Regions from separate parts of the Mus musculus genome. Here region 2 is linked to region 1. A link is a contact called in public promoter capture Hi-C data. All regions are on one chromosome and are shown on one strand. Each heading gives the region's core, a stretch centred on a gene start, on an enhancer-like site or on the middle of the called end of the contact. The rest is flanking DNA. Distances are from core to core; before and after follow the strand shown.

Region 1 (3,213 bases), core at 379-2,878:
AGTGCTCCTCCACCAAGCTTTGCCCCAACATTTCCTAGATCCAGCAGCAGGTAGAAGACACCTCCTACACTGAAGACATCTGTGCTCCACGCTGATGGCAATGCTGAGGTTAGCCTGCAGTCTAGCAAATAAGTAGACAGCCCTGAAAGCAGCTTCTAAATGGAAAATTATGCCATCTGCTGGCACTAGGGGCACGCACTACAAACACACATGCTCTACACACATGCTCTAAAAACACACATCACTTACAAAGGCTATCCCCACCCGTTCATTCCTAACCCAGCACTTTTCCCACCTCCAAAATCAAAAATTGAGGGAGGCAGAGGCAGAGGCAGGCGGATTTCTGAGTTTGAGGCCAGCCTGGTCTACAAAGTGAGTTCCAGGACAGCCAGGGCTACACAGAGAAACCCTGTCTCGAAAAAACAAAAAAAAACAAACAAAAAAAAAATCAAAAATTGAACCCATAAATCAGAAAAATCAAGATGACAGACATTAACTTAAAAGCTCAGAAAAAAGGGGACACACACTTCCTAGCGCTCCACACACCCAAGCACCGCTGCACACACCCGAGCATCACTGCACACACCCGAGCATCGCTGCACACACCCGAGCATCACAACACGCACCTGAGCACCGTGGCACACACAGCCTAGCAGCCTCTTGGTTCTACCATTTACAAGCCTGAGTACTGGGCTGACTCTGTACAGACAATGAGCTTCAGACCTTGGCTCCAGATGCTAGCTATAAGAATGAATGACTTAAACTGTGTACACTTGTTTGGGGTTTGGAAGGAGCACTGAGCTCACAAACCCAGAACTGCTAAGTGACATCCATATTCCCAAAGGTTGAGAGAAATGCTAACTGCTTCTGCTGGAGAAAACGGCCATTTGGGCAAATTGCAAACTAACTGTATAACCTCACCAAAAAAATGGGGTGCTCATTCCAAGCTAGGATGTTAGGTCTCCCTGCTACTGAAGACACCACTCACTGCCCCCGAACATATTCCAAAGAGCCCAAATATTTAGGTTCTCAAATACACACAAGAGCCTTATATTGCTCCGTCCTGTGTCCCGGATCTCTATTTCAGACTAGAAGGCCAACGTATCACCGGTCAAACTCAGAGGGGTTTCCAGAAGAGTGATAAGGACACCCGCTTATGTTAATGACTACTACGGTTCATAAAGAAGCAATAACCCTTCAGCCCGTTTTTTCTACTCTTACCCTAATTTACTGGGTTCTTCGGGGACTGAATTCCTTACCAGCCTCTGTGCAGAGCATCTCAGTAGCAGACCCTTGTAAGCAAGAATAGTTCTCGGGATGAAAAACTGCAGGCATTGATGAGGCGTTCCCAGAATTCGATGCTTCCTCAGAACTAGGCAAACTGTGGGGACCAGGAAGACCCACACTCATGTCAGTGTGATGGCGAGGGAAGGGATTTCTGAAAAGGTTTTAGGCAACAACCAAAAAACTCAGTGTCTAGAAGGAAAGATCATAGAAAGAAGAGTTAAATGTCTAATGCAAAATTATCAAGAAGTCAGAAGGAAGTGAGCCGCAGCCTTCCCACAGAAAGAGCAAGACACCAACCAAATCAGCCTATCTGAAGGCCAACGGCTCAAGGCGATAGATTTAAAGGGTAGGTCCTGCTCCTCCCCCCTCAAGCCTCCTACCCTACCCACCCCCTATTCTCCCAGGCACCCAGGCGGCACCCACGCCCCACCAGCCCTGTGAATTCACAGTTAATCCCACCTGCAGGGTCCACCATGGACATTGTAATGCAAAAGAAGCTGTAAGGTGACCCAGACTGGGAGGGAGGGAAAGCTTAGGGGGCATCCTCTGATCTAAAGACATCCCCCCCCCCCAAAAAGAGGCTTTACCTCATTTCACTTTATTCATCTTTTAACCACGGCTGCACCTCCAGACCCTGGCGATCTCTAGTGGGAAGTTTCAGGTCAAGTGGGGGATCTGAGTTTCCTCTTCCATTCTTTCTACAGACATGAAAGAGTCAGACCTTGCTGCCAAAGTCTCTGTTTATACACGGCTTTCCTTTCAGCACTCAGCGTTTCTTGCTTGCTCTTCACATTGGGAAACCTGGGGAAATCTTCCCTCCAAAAGTGCGGCTTTTTAACGCAAGTCTGAAGAAAGAGCCTGTGTCCTGCTTAAGACTCGGGCTACCTTAGTAAGTTGGTCCATGCTTTGGTTTTGAGACAGGTTTTTCTCTGTTGCCTTGAGTAGCTTATACTCAGTATGTAGACCAGGCTTGTCTACCACCATGCCCAATTTAAGGAGTGTTTAAATTAATGTAGAGGCCTTCTGTTTTGTTTTGAGACAAGTTCTCACTGTAAAACCTAGGCTGGCTTCAGACTTACTGCAATCCCAAGTGCCTCAGCCGTCTAAGCAATGGAAGAAGAAATTTATCGTATTTCAAATTTGGTTTTGGTCATTTCTTTGAGATAGAGTTTCACGTACCCGAGACTGGCCTCACAGTCTATTGCTCTAGCTGGTCCCAAACTCCTGATCTTCCTATTTCCACATCCCAAGTTCAAAGTTTGCCGATCAGTCCTTGTGCTCACAGATAAGTGAGTGAAAGCACTCTAACCCAGCTTAAGTCGGCTTCTGTGTATAAGCAGAGAGGGAAGGGCCGTCCTCTCGTAACATCTCCCATGTGAAGACTCTACCACAGTGAGTATTGGTAGGAGTGGTTCTTCCTGGGTTTTATTCTACAAAAGACTAAGCTTGAATGGCTCTTTTTGGTTTGGGGTTTTTTTTGGGGGGGGCGGGGCGGAGCGCGGGGGTTGGTGGTGTTTGTTTGAGTTTTGTTATTATTCTAGGCAGGGTTTCTCTGTGTAGCCCTGGCTGTCCTGGGACTTGCTCTGTAGAACAAGCTGGCTTCCAACTCACAGAGAGCCAACTGCCTCTGCCTCCCATGTGCTGGCATTAAAGGCCTGTATGTGCCACCACTGCCGCCATGGCCACCACAGCCACCATACTACTACTGTCTCCACTGCCACCACTGTCTCCACTGCTACCACTGCACCACACCATCATTGCCACCACTGTGCCATGCCACCAATGCCACCACTGTGCCACAGCACCACTGCCACCATCGTCACCACTGTCTGCCTCTGCTGCCACCCCTGCCACCATTACCACCACTTCCCTTCTTCCACTGCCACCAATGCTACCAATACTACCACTGTCAGCACTGCCACCAAG
Region 2 (2,973 bases), core at 386-2,885, 2.1 Mb before region 1:
GGGTGGGGGAGGGGCAGGGATCTGTTTACTACCGGGTCAACCAAGTGCAAAACCACTTACATTGGTTTTTTTTGGAAAACTCTCTAATTCTTTGAGATAAACGCTGTTTCATTTTGAAGTAGCCCTGCCTAGCCCAGACCATTCTCCTGCTTCAGCTTACAGACAGCTGCTGTTCACAGCCGTGTGCCACCATGCATAATTCAGCAATATATTTATAGATGATATAGGCTGAAGAACACACAGCTTTGAGTAGCAGAGCTGTTTGGAACCCAGGATTTATGCTTTAAAGCTACCGCTGTTGCTAGAGCTCCCGTTCCTTGACACCAAGAGAACAGATTTGTCGATTACGTTCCCCAAACTCGACTGATCCAAAGGAACACTTTCTGACTTCCAGCCCACACATATTCCATCAGACCACTTTGCAATCTTTAAAAAGATTAGTTTACCCAAGTGTATGGTTGTGTGTGTATGTGTGTGTGGGTGGGGAGAGTATGTGCATGAAGGCCAGAGACATTGGATCCCCTGGAGATGGAGTCCTAGATGGTTGGGAGCCACCTTTTGTGGGTGCTGAAAACTCTGCAATTGCACGAGTGCTCTCAACCCCTGAGCCATCTAGCCTCCAATTTGCATTTTATATAAAGCAGGTAACAATTAGTCCCATGTGTTCCTGTATCAAGCATTCTCTTTTCCTTAGACTCCACAAGATAGTGTTAGTTGGGCATGGTTGCGCTCACCTGTAATCCCAGTGTTTAAGAGGCTGGGAAAGGAGTGACTTCGAGGCAGCCTGGCTTACATAGAAAGTCTGCTGCTTCAGAGGAAAACAGCAACAGCGAAGACACAGAGTAACTCAGCAGACTCCTCCCAGTTCTTAACGTTACGTTTATTCTACAGAATTCTAGAGGACTGCTAGTAATCAGCAGATCTACCAAGACTCCAAGCCAGACCTTTTATTTTTTAGATGTATTAATTTTATTATTTTATGTGTAGAGGTCAGAAGATGGCATCAGATCGCTAGAGCAGGAGTTACAGATGGTTTGTGAGTGCTGGGAATAGAGCTGGGTCTTTTAGAAGAACAGCCAGGGCCCTTAATCTCTGAGTTATCTTTCCTGCCAGAGGGGGTCGCAGGGGTCGCAAAGCTGGGTCTTAAAGGTTTGCACCACCAGGCCACCTTCGAAGTAAATGAGCGGAACCCGGCCAGCAACAAATCCCATAACTTAGTATTTCTTGCTTCTCTTCGTGCCTTTCCCCCCTCATCCATCTCCTTTTTGCTTCTTAGGTATAGTCTTAAAGCCCAATTCCTTTGCATCCGGACATCTAATTGCTTTAAGGACTTAATGGCCAGCCCCGCCTCCCTCCCGCTTCTCAGTGCTGCTGTTAATATTGGACCATTGTTTTATGTCCGCCGACAATTAACTCCTTGACACTCTTTTCTCGCCTTCTCCTGGTTCCTGGGATTAGAAATTTGGCCTCGTAACCTGGCAACTACTGAGCTACCCGCTGAGGGTGGAAAGAGGGGCGTTAGGGTTTTTGCTTTGCGGTTGAGGTACTCTAAACTCTCAACGGAAGCTGGCTGCAAAGCTAAGCGTCCCGCCCCTGTTGCCATAACAACAATAAATAACTCCGGCTACCCCGTTGCGTCTTCCAAAAAAACAGTCTTGGCGTCTCAGCACAAAGATCCTCTCCTTAACTACTTCTAGAGGAGCAGAGTCAGGGTCTGCGCCCACTTCTGAAGGCGAACTGGGTTGGAGGGTTGAAGACTTCGTGTCAGGGAAATGGTGGTGTTAAGCAAAGAGGCCGCATTAGAAGAGGGGTTGGGGTGGAAGGGAACCCAACCCGGAGGTGAGGTGTGGGTAAAGAAGGGGAGGAGGAGTAGGTAGGGGAGATTTTAGGAGGACATGTAGAACTGTATCAAAGGGAATTGAGGAAGGAGGACGCTGGGCTGCTGGGACACTGTTGGAGGCAAGTGACAGCAGGAACAGTCCGGGAGTGTGGGAAAGTGTCCTGAAGGGAGCAGGGGTGGAGTGGGAGGAGGCTCCGAGCAGAGACTGGGAGTCCAAAGACGGTCTCCAGCATGAGGAAAGATGCACAAGTGGGAGTTCAGAGGAGACAGACTGTATAGGGCACCTGTAGCTGGAGGTGAGGGACTGGAGGGTTGGGGGGGTGGGAGCTAAGACCTTCTTTCTCAGGACCAGGACTGAGTCTCATCTGACTCCAGAGCGCAGGGCAGAGAAAGATGTCGGATGAAGATGATGTGGATGACGTTGATGCAGAACAGGATGAAGTGGAAAGTGACAAGGAGATAGAGGAATGGGAAGACTACAGGAAAGAGACAGAAGAAGCCTCTGAGGAAGTGAGAGCCTGCTTCAGGAGGGCTCCCGGGGCTCGGGACTAGAGGGGAGCTGGAGAGGGATGCCTGTATTCCCCACCTCTTACAGTGGCTGCCCACCCCCATCACGGAGGCCATGATGAAGGAAGGGCTCTCATTACTCTGCAAGATTGGCAGTGGACTGGCTCACGCTTATATTAAGCTGGAGGCTAAGGACAGGTGAGGACTGCGAGACGGGAGCATCTCGTGCCTTCCCTCTCTCATTCCTGAGTGTTTGGGCTAGAGCTCATGGGAAGACATGGTGGGCTTCGCTTTTCAGAACGTCCGTCCGGGACTCTTAGGTGACTGGGAGGGTAGCTTAGCAGTGGAGAACTTGCCTAGTATGCACAAGGCTCCAGGTTCATTCCCAGCACCAAAAACAACACACTGAAGCTTCTGTGGAGGAGTCTCTGTTTGGCTCCGAGATGTAGCTTAGTAGTATGAAAGGTCGTCTGCCATGTGCAAGGCACTAGTTTTGATCTCTGCACTGAAAAACAAGAAGAAAACCCCACTTGCCTCCTCTTCCCCTCCGTCTCTGTCATCCCAGTACAAGGCTTCTCTGCATTGCTCTCTGTCCTAGCACCTGTGCCGTTTCTCTCTGGGTTCTT

What was found. Promoter capture Hi-C pulls out the DNA fragments that hold promoters and counts their contacts.
Region 2: a contact with region 1 is called in a promoter capture Hi-C map of embryonic stem cells, with 5 read pairs. The contact joins the promoter of Lrrc23 here to the promoter of Nanog in region 1. A contact is called at or near these places in 5 of 39 promoter capture datasets (cranial neural crest, embryonic stem cells and stem cell-derived epiblast-like cells), 3 of 115 datasets of contacts at active chromatin or transcription factors (all in embryonic stem cells) and 1 of 9 other capture datasets (embryonic stem cells).

Annotation. Positions count from the first base shown.
Region 1 is chr6:122,705,980-122,709,192 of GRCm38.p6, reverse strand. Nanog (Nanog homeobox) reads right to left here and starts at 1,628. Exons shown (of 4, transcript NM_028016.3): 1 at 1,260-1,628. The coding sequence starts at 1,410. RefSeq lists promoters at 1,488-1,678, 1,594-1,820, 1,483-1,888, 1,551-1,932, 1,414-3,213, cis regulatory regions at 1,737-1,744, 1,830-1,835 and an enhancer at 1,755-1,792.
Region 2 is chr6:124,778,389-124,781,361 of GRCm38.p6, reverse strand. It overlaps Lrrc23 (leucine rich repeat containing 23), which reads left to right and starts at 1,635. Exons shown (of 8, transcript NM_001302555.1): 1 at 1,635-1,712; 2 at 2,216-2,350; 3 at 2,436-2,545. The coding sequence starts at 2,234.